4 separate regions of the Mus musculus genome follow, and all the other regions are linked to region 4. The links are chromatin contacts, called in public ChIA-PET, Hi-C and HiChIP or PLAC-seq maps. All regions are on one chromosome and are shown on one strand. The core of a region is the stretch at or near the end of the contact, and the rest is flanking DNA. Distances in the headings are between cores, read along the strand shown.

Evidence for each region. HiChIP or PLAC-seq counts read pairs in DNA pulled down with a chosen protein or histone mark. Hi-C and Micro-C count contacts between places; a contact is called where the count stands out from the background. ChIA-PET counts read pairs in DNA pulled down with a chosen protein or histone mark.
Region 1: a contact with region 4 is called in a CTCF HiChIP or PLAC-seq map of the NIH/3T3 cell line, with 7 read pairs. The contact joins the enhancer-like site here to the promoter of Scarb2 in region 4. A contact is called at or near these places in 1 of 39 promoter capture datasets (frontonasal cranial neural crest), 1 of 15 datasets of contacts at CTCF or cohesin (the NIH/3T3 cell line), 1 of 484 Hi-C or Micro-C datasets (cerebral cortex) and 4 of 115 datasets of contacts at active chromatin or transcription factors (embryonic stem cells, large pre-B cells and pancreatic cancer cells).
Region 2: an RNA polymerase II ChIA-PET map of memory CD8 T cells shows a contact between it and region 4, with 24 read pairs. The contact joins the enhancer-like site here to the promoter of Scarb2 in region 4. A contact is called at or near these places in 1 of 15 datasets of contacts at CTCF or cohesin (large pre-B cells), 2 of 484 Hi-C or Micro-C datasets (both in cortical neurons), 9 of 115 datasets of contacts at active chromatin or transcription factors (cardiomyocytes, craniofacial prominence, embryonic stem cells and 5 more) and 1 of 9 other capture datasets (adipose tissue).
Region 3: a Hi-C map of CD4 T cells shows a contact between it and region 4, with 2.3 times the contacts expected there. The contact joins the enhancer-like site here to the promoter of Scarb2 in region 4. A contact is called at or near these places in 1 of 484 Hi-C or Micro-C datasets (CD4 T cells), 1 of 115 datasets of contacts at active chromatin or transcription factors (bone marrow-derived macrophages) and 1 of 9 other capture datasets (adipose tissue).

Annotation. Positions count from the first base shown.
Region 1 is chr5:92,932,648-92,935,408 of GRCm38.p6, forward strand. It overlaps Shroom3 (shroom family member 3), which reads left to right. Exons shown (of 11, transcript NM_015756.2): 4 at 1,107-1,238. Among named protein-coding and RNA genes, the nearest start is that of Gm36764, 75 kb to the right of the region's middle. Within about 2 kb of position 1,389, at least 49 of the 459 cell types and tissues checked have an H3K27ac peak or open chromatin away from gene starts, as enhancers often do. A contact at or near this core is called in the NIH/3T3 cell line and pancreatic cancer cells, where this site is marked.
Region 2 is chr5:92,963,545-92,966,244 of GRCm38.p6, forward strand. It overlaps Shroom3 (shroom family member 3), which reads left to right. Exons shown (of 11, transcript NM_015756.2): 11 at 812-2,215. The coding sequence ends at 1,180. Among named protein-coding and RNA genes, the nearest start is that of Gm36764, 44 kb to the right of the region's middle. Within about 2 kb of position 1,332, at least 21 of the 459 cell types and tissues checked have an H3K27ac peak or open chromatin away from gene starts, as enhancers often do. A contact at or near this core is called in memory CD8 T cells and pro-B cells, where this site is marked.
Region 3 is chr5:92,164,783-92,167,482 of GRCm38.p6, forward strand. Uso1 (USO1 vesicle docking factor) reads left to right here. Exons shown (of 24, transcript NM_019490.1): 5 at 1,749-1,849; 6 at 2,244-2,346; 7 at 2,496-2,551. Among named protein-coding and RNA genes, the nearest start is that of Gm25290, 27 kb to the right of the region's middle. Within about 2 kb of position 1,384, at least 29 of the 459 cell types and tissues checked have an H3K27ac peak or open chromatin away from gene starts, as enhancers often do.
Region 4 is chr5:92,504,394-92,507,093 of GRCm38.p6, forward strand. It overlaps Scarb2 (scavenger receptor class B, member 2), which reads right to left and starts at 1,264. Exons shown (of 12, transcript NM_007644.4): 1 at 799-1,264. The coding sequence starts at 915.

The DNA of each region.
Region 1 (2,761 bases), core at 139-2,638, 430 kb after region 4:
ACCCTCATGTGGGTTCCAGGGGTCAAACTCAGATTGTCAGCTTTGTATGGAAGCGTCTTTGCCAGTGTCTGAGCCATCTGGCTGGCCCTGCCCCGTCTTTATAATTACTCCAATACTTCAGAAATACTTGTTAGAGCTGGAAGAGTGGTTACGATCAGTACTTCCTCCTATCCGTTCTCATTCCCTTCGTCATCCATCCTCAACTTCTTCCTCCCCCCTTTGCCCATCCTTTTAGGTAGGCCTGACTAACGGGCTTGTCCCCCTGGCTCTATCCCATCAACTCTCTCACAGCAAATTCGAGGGCTTGGGATACGTTACATCTATCATCTTCATCTTATCAAGGGACTTCCTGAATCCCAAAGTGTTTCTAAACTAGAGAAATATTTCCACACAATCTCATAGCTGTCAGCATGGGATGCCTGGATGGTCCTCTCACTTTGATGCCAAAAATACTGCCCAGCAGCTGACTCGTGCCTCTGACTCCTTGTAGAGCTCATTCATGCTCAGTCTAAAGGATACCCACGCTTTCTCCTTGGCTCCATCAGATCTTTGTGCTTTAACGGCAGGATGCTTAAAGGTTGAAGTCACCAGCTTGCAAAATGAGAAAGTCTTTCCGAGAACACTTTGTTCTCTAGACTGTGGTTTAGAGCGGTCGCTGTCAATGCAGGGCAGCCTCTGACTTCCATACCATTCCTCCGAGACAGTGATAATAGCAGCACCGTCCACCCAGGCTCCGAAAGAGGACTTGAAAAACCCGGGTATGCTTTTTACCGTGCATCTATGCAAAGTCCCTTGGGAAACAGGAAGGAATTTTAGTATTCCTGTTTTTCTATAAAGCTAGAGGTTCAGGAAGACCCAGGCATCCATGTCCTTATATTCAGAAGGCATAAAATACCAACATGTAGGAAGCCTAAATAAAGTTGTACTAACTTTGCAGCATTCCTGTGTGATGTCAAAATAGAAAGTAAAACGGAAGGGACACAGTGCTCGGAGAAGCGAGCAGTACTTTGATTTGTGATCGCTGGGACCCAGGCTACTTCATTTCATGAGGGGACTCAGCTGAGAAGCTGCTGGTGCTGAAGGGTCCCTCTCCTATGTCTCCACAGGTGCAGTGAGCCTGCCACTCGCCCTCACTCGTGGCATACCACCAAATTTGGGGAGACACAGCCTGATGTCAGCATGATGCAGATATCTCAGGGCACAATGGGCCCTCCTTGGCACCAGAGCTACCATTCCAGGTGAGTGGCCACAGCTGGCATCTAAGGGTTTCTCTCTTTCAAAGGTCATGTTTACCCCCAAAATGTCTTTTCTTCATCCTCTTCAAATGCTAACTATGTGGGTGATTCATCCTTACATCACATTCTGAACTAGACTGGGAGACTGGAAATACTTTGATCATGGCTGGTCGTTTGAGATATTTATGGAACCCATTCACAGTCAGCTGTTTCTCAATGCCTATTATAATCCCATATTTGAAAAACTGAAGACTTCCATTCTGGGTGCTTCAATGTCCTGTCTGCACTAGTCAAAAATTGTTCATATTTACAGCTGAATTGGTGATATTCTTATATTTAAATGTTACACTTGATATTTTTTTTCCTCCTTCCATCAAAGCCATCTGCCTAGCATGGCCCTGAAGCAGATAGGAATAGGATAGAGGGTTTTTCAGTGACACATGATGAAATTGACATTGATCTCATGTGACCCCTTCATTTCCCTCTTCTGCATGCAGCACCACTTGAACACATAAGTATTTTGCAGAACAGGAAGTTGAACGGTGCAAAGATTAATCCAAGTATGGACAGCTGATCAGTATGTGAGTCAGGACAGATCTGAGCCAGGTGCCACAGTATGTGCACATAGCTGCTGGGTTACACTTCTGCTTCCTAGTCACCCTGGTGCTAGTTAAGGTTGTTAAAGAATGAACAGAGCCACCCTGAATGTGGCAAACAGAGGGCTCTCTTCTCGAAATCGGGCCTCACGCATCTGAGAGGAACTGGGGAAAGGGGATCCAAACCCAGACACTCAGACATACTGAAGAACAAGCTGAGTCCGGATTCCCCACACCAGCTGTGTGTTCAAGGTCGCATCCATTTGACCCTGAGAACTCAGGGTCCACACAGTATTACCACTTGAGTCAGACAGAGACAGGGCAATGACAGGGAGGTGGAAGGACATTTCAAACATAATAGAAATGAGATGCAGGAAGTGGCATTTGTGTGTGCATGCGTGTTAAAGAAAGCCACTAGGAGGCTTCTGGAAGGATTACTTAACAGATGGTGGCTGTTAGGACTCAATTAGAGCCCCTAAGGATCATGACTTGCTCAAAGGCAAATCATAGACCTCTGAGTGGTAGACACAGGATAAAATTCTCCCGTCATATTAGAAGACACATCAGGCCACAGGAAGAAGTGGTTCCTAATTATCTTCCTTCCTCTAGACCCTCCTTTCCCCATTGTAGATTTTGCAGCCCTTTAAGGGGACCAGTTCACACCATCTGAGCCACCTCTTCCAGAGATTAGGCCCCCACACCGCAAGATTCCCCTTTGCAAGGCCAAGTGTGGGTACCTAGCATGTTGGGAGGCGGGGCGGGAGGGAATAGCAGAGTGCCTGAGGTTTGGGGTTTGACCTTGCTCATTCTCACTCCTTGCCTTCAGTGCTCGAGCCTGAGCACTCTCTGATCGTGGCTCCCTTTTCTCTAAGATGAAGTTAATGATGCCTGTCTTACCTGGTCATTGTGAGCATTAAATAAAGGAACGCA
Region 2 (2,700 bases), core at 82-2,581, 460 kb after region 4:
GAAGAGGCGGCAGCTTACTACTGGGCTGGTGTGGGAAACTCTGAAGTACGACACCAACGTCCTTCTTGAACAGAGTTTTACTCATGGATAGAGGCCAAGCAGCAGCCCGGGGTGGCAGGGATGTTGGTTTTGTTAAAGATGAGGAATATATCCCCATTGTTACAGATTGGGAGGCACGGAGTTCAGAGCCCTGCCTGCAGATGGTTTAAAAACCTTTTTTAGCATATATATATATATGTATAAATATGTATATATATGTATATGCATATATATATATGCTAATAGGCAAATACACACACATATATATAAGCTAATAGGCATATATATATATATATATGTGTGTGTATATATATATATATATGCTCCCCATGTGCATTACCAGAAGAGGCCAGAAAAGGGCATGGATTGTCCTGGCCCTGGAGTTGGAGACCATTGTTACTGCCATGTGGGTGCTAGGAATTGAATTCAGATGTTCTACAACAGTCAGTCTGTGCTCCGAACCAGGGCTCCATCTCTCCAGCCCCCTGCAAAGTTTTTATTCAGCAGATGGAGAGGTGGGGCACAAAGTACTCAGAGAACTTGAGGATTGGCTCAGTAAGTGTAGAGCTAAAAAGGGCAGGTTGTTACCACAGCCATTTACCCACCACAGAGTGTTCAACATAAGGAGAGAAAACAGATAGTAATAATGGCTATAGGTACATCCATCCATCCTTCGCACTGTTGAGTAGAGCACTGGTTTGCAGCCCTGTGAGAGGCAGGAGTCTGCCTCCTTGTCTTATGGCTGCCTTACCTGTTCATTTTACCCTGGCAGAGTTCTCTGAACGAGAAAAGGAAGGTTCTGGCTGGCCAGCATGAGGATGCACGGGAGCTCAAGGAGAACCTGGACCGGAGGGAGCGCGTGGTGCTGGATATCCTGGCCAACTACCTGTCCGCCGAGCAGCTGCAGGACTACCAGCACTTCGTGAAGATGAAGTCCACACTCCTCATTGAGCAGCGGAAGCTGGATGACAAGATAAAGCTGGGCCAGGAGCAGGTCAGGTGCCTGCTGGAGTCGCTTCCCTCGGACTTCAGGCCCAAGGCAGGGGCCATCTCCCTCCCTCCAGCCCTCACCGGCCATGGGACTCCTGGGGGGACATCTGTATTCGGTGGTGTTTTCCCAACGTTGACCTCTCCTCTTTAATCGCTCCTGTAAGCCCTGGGCAAAAGCTGCCACTCTCACCACTGTTCAATCTGAAAGCGATTTCACTACAAACTGCGGTTTGAGTTGTGGGTTACTGGGGGCTTCCTGAGTAACAGGAAGAGGCTTTCCAGGAATCTCTCTTGCCTTTCACGGTTGGTCTTCTGCGAGCTTGCACGCTCTGTGGAAGAGAGTCGGTGACCTGCGGCCTGATGGAGGGTGTCTGGCACGGGTTTCCCCAGGCTGAGGCGGCGGAGATGGGTGTGTGGCACCCTCAGGAATGTATCCACAGCGGCCTTCCTTGCTGGTGGGCAGTGCACCCTGATACCAGGGCACAAGTACCAGTCTGCAACACAAAGCCTTAAAAAGACACACACACACACACACACACACACACACACACACACACACACACACGTTAAGAAAACTGTAAAACCCCTGAACGTTTTTGTTATTTATATTTTTAAAAATGAAAAAGATCGTTATGTTTGTGTGCTAACCACTTACTTGATTCTATTTTGTGGTGGATGTAGGCAATTATGTTTGAGCTTTGTATTTCGTGAAAACCTTAATGAAGAATTCCAAAGATAGTCAAATTGAATATGGAGATTTTTGCGGGTTTTTCTTCTGCTCGTTTTGTGTGTATCTGCTGTTGGGTGGCTGTGTGCGCCACAGTAGGTGTGTAGAGTTGTACAGCTTTGTGTGGGTTCCGAGGCCTGACCCTGGGTCATCAGGTTCTCCCATCGCAAGTCTCTTCACCCACTGAGCCCTCTCTCCAGCCCCAGTCAGACGTTAATAAAGATGGGTGGCCATTCTGCACTTGTGCTATGCTGTGAGAGGTCCCAGTTTCCATGGTGATCGGGCCTTGCCACGTTTCTCCAGGAGGACGGCTCAGTGGTGACATCTCGGGGTGTGTTCCTCCTTGACCAGTTTATTCACAAAGACAATAGTTCCCAAGCCTGTGAGAGATGAGTCTAAGCCAGTTCAAAACCGAGTCCGTGCTGCCATCGTAGAGGAAATACACTTACTAAGCGACACAGTCAGGATGGTTTAGTATTTTTTAGAAGCTGGTTTTCCTAAATGTCAGACCTGCAGGTCATGAGAGCTGATTTCTATTGTCAAGTTTCAGTGAAAGCAATTGAGGGGTTCTGTGGTACAAGGTATAAGTCTACTCAAACAAATCAGGATGCCAGCGGGGCTGCAGATGTCCCAGGAGCCAGGCTGGGTACAGCCACTAGAAAAAGTAAGAGTGTCATGTTTTGGGCAGGTGACACACCACAAACTTTCTGCTTGTTGTTGACTTAGAGGCCACCCAGAAGTTTCTTGGCAGCCGTCAGCCAAAGCTCTGTTCTGTGGAGCTTATACACCGTTCAAGTGCTCTGACCCTGACAGGGTTCTTTTCTAATGCTCCGTTCAGAGGGGCCATCGTGACTCAGGAGGCCAGAGAGAAAGCCGTTTAGCAGCCACATTGCACTGCAAAGTTATTCTGGAGTTAATACTGTACGCCCAACTGACACTTCGTT
Region 3 (2,700 bases), core at 134-2,633, 340 kb before region 4:
TCAGAAGCAACTTTGGGGATTAAAGGGTTTATTTGGCCTTCACTTCCATCTCACAGTCTATTGTTGAAGGAAGTCAGGGTAGGAAGTTGAAGCGGAAATCATGGAGGAATATGCCTTACTGGCTACTCGCAGGCTTGTACTTGGCCAGCTTTCTGATACACCCCAGGACTGCCTGCTCAGGGATTAGTGCCAAGCATGGGGGCTGAGCTCTCCTGTCACTGAGGCTACACCTTCACCAGGGACTCTCTTGACCTCTCCTCACAGTGCCAGGTTTCAGCTGCTCTCTAAGACACTCCTCCAACCCCACTCCCATCTTTCACCTATCGAGCCTTCAAAACCAGTACCACAAAGGCACTCTTAGACCTTGCTGAGTTCAAGTGTCAGCTTGAGATACAGGCTTGGCCCCCTTGGACCACAGGTTCTGTGTATAACCCTAGGGAAAGACTTTGCTGTTGTCCCAGTGAAGCACAGAGATTTCTCCTTAGTGAAGCAGATCTCTTACCAATTGCAGCTGACTTTTCAGCCGTAGCCAGTTAGCATCCCATTGCCCCAGTGAACCTATCTGTAGCTAATCATAGCTAATTCTTCAGTCCCAACAGACCAGTAAGTATACACAGGTTCTTTTTTCTTGGGGGGAGTATATGTATTATATCTGAATGAATGTTTTGCCTGCATGCTTGCATGCCTACCATGTGTTCCCCTGATGTCCATGCAGGTGAGAAGAGTACATCGGGTCCCTCAAACTTGGGCTCTGGAGTTATGGATAGTTTAGGCCACCGTCTGGGTGCTAGGAACTGAACCCAGGAGTCTTTGCTCCTCTTTGAAACCCCATAAGCCAGGCCTCCATTGTCTGTGTTTCTTTCAAGCTTCCTCAAGAATGAATGCCTTGTTGAGTGTTGGATGACTTTTCTAACTCAGAGTTCCAGAACCTCCACAGTCCTCCAACAAAAGGCACAAAAGCCACACGGTTAGCTTTATTCCAGCACCCCACTCCTAGTATTAATTTTTGTTCTAGTTTCATTCAGTTGCTGTGACAAACTCAAGGCCATCATCTTGCCTTAGCCCCATGAGTGCCGGGAGTACAGGCACCACTGCCACTTAGGCCTGTGCAATTTTAATCATTTTATACCTAACATTGTAAAGAAATTCAGTGTTTAATTCTGCTTCTATGGCCAAATACTTGTCTAGGTTCTATATAAAAACAATACTGGTTGATCTGAAGGTGATTGACTTAATTTTATAATCAAACTGTACTGATAGGTACAAATCAGCAGAGACTGCCATTTTGAGGTGTACTGACTTGGAGTATAATTAACGTAAAATACAGTTTGCTCATAGACGTTGTATAGTCTTACAAGTTTCAACAAAAGAGTTCAGTAGTGGTTGATGGGATGTGGCACTGTGGTTAAGCGCTTTCCTGCCATAAAGCAAGCCCTGAGTCCAAACCCCTGCACTGAAAAACAAAATCATATAACCTCTACCACAATCAAGACAATATTTCTGTTGCCCTAAACAAACGTCTTATCCTAATAAAAGTTTAGCCTTACGTTTTTACGGAAATGTGATGCCCAACTGACCTTGAAAGTGAGTTTACAAATACAGTTTCAATCTTAATTGCATTACTGATCCCAGCCGTACTGTTGAATTGTTTATATTCCAGGAAAATTACCATTTCTGTTTAACTCGTCAGTGAAAGGACACTTTAACATAGCATCATGTTGAAGTACTTTGTTCTTTGAATATTACAGAAGAAAATTCTACAAGACAGAGTGAGGATTTGGGAAGCCAGTTTACAGAAATTTTCATTAAGCAGCCAGAAAATGTCACTCTCCTGTTATCTTTGTTGGAGGTAAATAGGGCTCCTTGCCATCCTGTCACGCTAATCGGCTGCTTTCCTTGCCTTTGTGGGTGGTACTTCCTGCACACTTGACCAGGGAGTGAGGGAAGTTTGCTCTATAGCATGCTTTTGAATGCATGGGAAGGATTCACATACTCGATAGAGAAAATAAGTGATCTATTAAAATAATAGCATCCTATTTCTAGTTTTACAAAGTATTTATCATTAACATTTTAGTGAGTTTACTCAATTAACATTAACTTTTCATTTCTTAAAATTCATTTTTAAAGTTCACTGAAATTCTGTTTTTCTCTTGTAGTTTCTTATTGCACTATTAGTTGAAAACAATGTTTTCCTTGAAAATAGCAATTCTAGTTGCTAAACAGCTGAAATTCTTCCATTGCAGGAGTTTGATTTCCACGTCCGTTGGCCTGGCGTGAGACTCCTGACTTCTCTTTTAAAGCAGCTAGGGCCTCCCGTGCAGCAGATCATCCTAGTCAGCCCCATGGGTAAGCGGCTCCCCTGAGGAGCTCTGAGGCCAAAGTAAGGGTCGCTGCCAGGACTGAAGCAGTGACCTGGTAAATTGTAACTTAAATCACCATTCGTGTGTTTGGTTTGCCTGTAATGATGTTTCTGTTCTTATGGTTGTATGTTCTAGGTGTTTCAAGATTAATGGACTTACTAGCAGATTCCAGAGAAATTATACGCAACGATGTAAGTTGATTTGGAAAGGAGAGAGCTTGATGCTTATTTTCCCTTTTTGCGAATATACCTTCATGAGTTACGGAAAGTGCCTTTGGGAAAGGTGGATGTTGGCCAACTTTTAAACTCACGTGTGAGGCGTATTACTTCTTCGTCTTGTG
Region 4 (2,700 bases), core at 14-2,513:
TGACCCTAGTAACTCTCTCCAGTTCCTCTTTCCACCGTGCCTGGTGAATGTGGGTGAAAGGGTAAAAGAAAAAAGTGACCAGGGTGGCCCCAGGATGGAGAAGTCTTCCACATGACCAGTTTTCAGGCCCCATCAAACACCCTGGGAGACAGGTCCAAATTCGTTAATTACCCAAGTAATGGCTGATGAGCACAAGTATGAAACAGAGACAGGGCTGTCTGCGAGACACAGAGCCGCTAAGCACTAACTGCAATGGATAAAATGTCACCCATTCCTAAAGCCTAGACTGTTTGCCATCTGCTCTGCCCTGCCCTGCCCTGCCCTGCCCTGCCCTACCCTACCCTACCCTGTCCAGCCCAGGAAGGAGAACACAATAGACCTCTCACCCACTTCTCATCCCCAGGCTCACTCCGTTTCAAAGGCTGCGCGGGCAAGCCTACAAAGCCAGCCTCTTCTGCGGTGCTTTTACGCATTTCTATTTCTTTGTCAAGTGCGAGGGAAACAGGGCTCAACATAGACCGGGTGCGTAGAGGGGTGTGGAGAATTGCTAAGGATAGAACGGAAACGCAAGGCTTTTCTACAAAGTCGAGATCTGTAGACTTACAGGTTATTTAAAAGGAAGAGTCACCTCAAGTCTCCACATCCTGCCAACCCGGGGAGGCAAACAAGAGCTGTGTTCTGCAGGCTCGGCGCCAACGCAACTCTCCCCACACAGGGTCCGCAATGGGAGGGTGGCCTAGAAAGACACCACACACACACACACACACACACACACACACACACACTAGCCTGCCTCACCTTCTCGATCGTCTGGTCTACCGCCTTCTGAAAGACTCGAGCCACTAGCAGCGTGACGCTGGTCACCAGCAGCAGCAGAGACAGCGTCCCCGCCGTGTAGAAGCAGCATCTGCCCATACTGCGCGCAGCTCACCGGCCAGGCCTGGGACCGAACGGCGAGCTGGAACAAGCCTCCGCCAAGGCCGAGCAGCAGCCGCCCAAAGCCCGGGGCCCCTGCGGCTCCCGCACCTTCTCCGTGCGTGTTCAGCCGCTGCCCGCGCAGTGCGCACAGCCCTGGAGTAGATACCGGAATGAGCAGCAGAGCCGGTGCGATCGCGAGTGCCGGGGCCGCCTGGCTTTCGTTTTCTCCGGCTGCTGCAGCCAGGGAGGTGCAGGGAGCGCGCAGAGCGGTGACGCGGGCTGGTGGGGCTCGCCAGCAAGCCGCGGCGGCGGTGATGGTGACGGCTGGCGACTGCGCCGGGAAGCGGGAGGGGCCGGGCGGAGGCCTTCAGTCATGTGCCCTGCAGCGGCCCCTGCGATTCGGCGGGGTTGCGCCTGCATCCTCTCCCTGCAGGCGGCGCGGTCATCCAGGGAACTGAAATCGCCCTTCCCCATTCGCTCTGCCGCTTTCTTTCTCCTTCAGATCTCTGCTGAGGGCCCACGGTGGGCCAAGCATGGGGAACCCCGGCTGGACGCGCGGTTTCCCTTACTCCAGAGGATCTCCCGAGTTCCTTGGAAGATTTAAGTACAATGTAACTAATGCTTTTACAAGGTGCCTGCTGACTTGTGCCTGATTTGTACCTGCAGAGCCTTGTTGGGTTGAACTGGGTCTTCAGGAATAAGTCAGAGTGTGTCCTCAAGAAAGTGAGGAGGAGGCGTTTGCCTCCGCAGACTGAAGGCAAGGGAGTTAACTGTTGAGTAGTCTAGGCCTTATGCTGTAGGGTTTGTGGTGCCAAGCCCTCGGAGATCAGATTTTGAAAGGCTCTGTGTCCTGATAAAGGGCGTTAACAGAGAAGCAAGTCAAGTAGAGCAGGTGTTTGTTGTCTATTTTGTCATCATCAGTTGAATAAGGGTTAGTTCCGTGACTGGCACACACATACAGACACACAAACACGCGGCAGCCCTATTATGAAGCAGAAAGAAGTGCTGTACAGGTTGTAAGAGGAACTGGAGTTGGGATGTGGGGGGTGGGGTGTGATTTCGTTAATGGGAAAAGGCAAGTAGGGAAGCTGGGTGCAAAGTAATACCTACAAGTTCAGCAAAGCCGTGGGGAGAGAGTAGTCCTTGAGGCAAACTGGCATGTCCCCAAATTCTGACATATCTCAGATGTAGACCTGCCTTAAATATCCCTGTTGTGCTTAATCAGCGGACTGGGAGCAACCTTGAGAAGTTAGTCTTTACCAGCTTGGGATAGATTTCAGTCGTGTTCAACAGCTGAGAGGCTCATCAGTCACTAATGCCATCTGCAGGGGAAGATCTGAACTGACATTTTCTTGGCCAGGCCAGTGTCCTTATCATTAAGGAGTCAGCCCACCAGGATGGAAAACACTCAAATAATCGTGACACTGGAGGCAGCCTGTACCATAGAGGGAGACCTTGTCTCAAAAGAGGAAAGAAAACAAGCAAAATAGAAGCACACAAAAGAAGCTCTGTCTTAAAATTGAAAAAATAGATAAAGGAAAAAACCCAGCAGAGTAAAATAAAATCTAAAAGAAAATGGGGGGGGGGAGGTATGTGCAATGAAAAAAATGAATTTAGATGAAAGTTACACTGTTGCTGGTGTACTACATAGTTAGTTAGACTCAGGACAATTGCACCTGCACAGATTTCTCTCTCTCCTCTCCCTCTCCCTCTCCCTCTCCCTCTCCCTCTCCTCCTCCTCCTTCCTCCTCCTCCTCCTCCTCCTCCTCCTCCTCCTCCTCC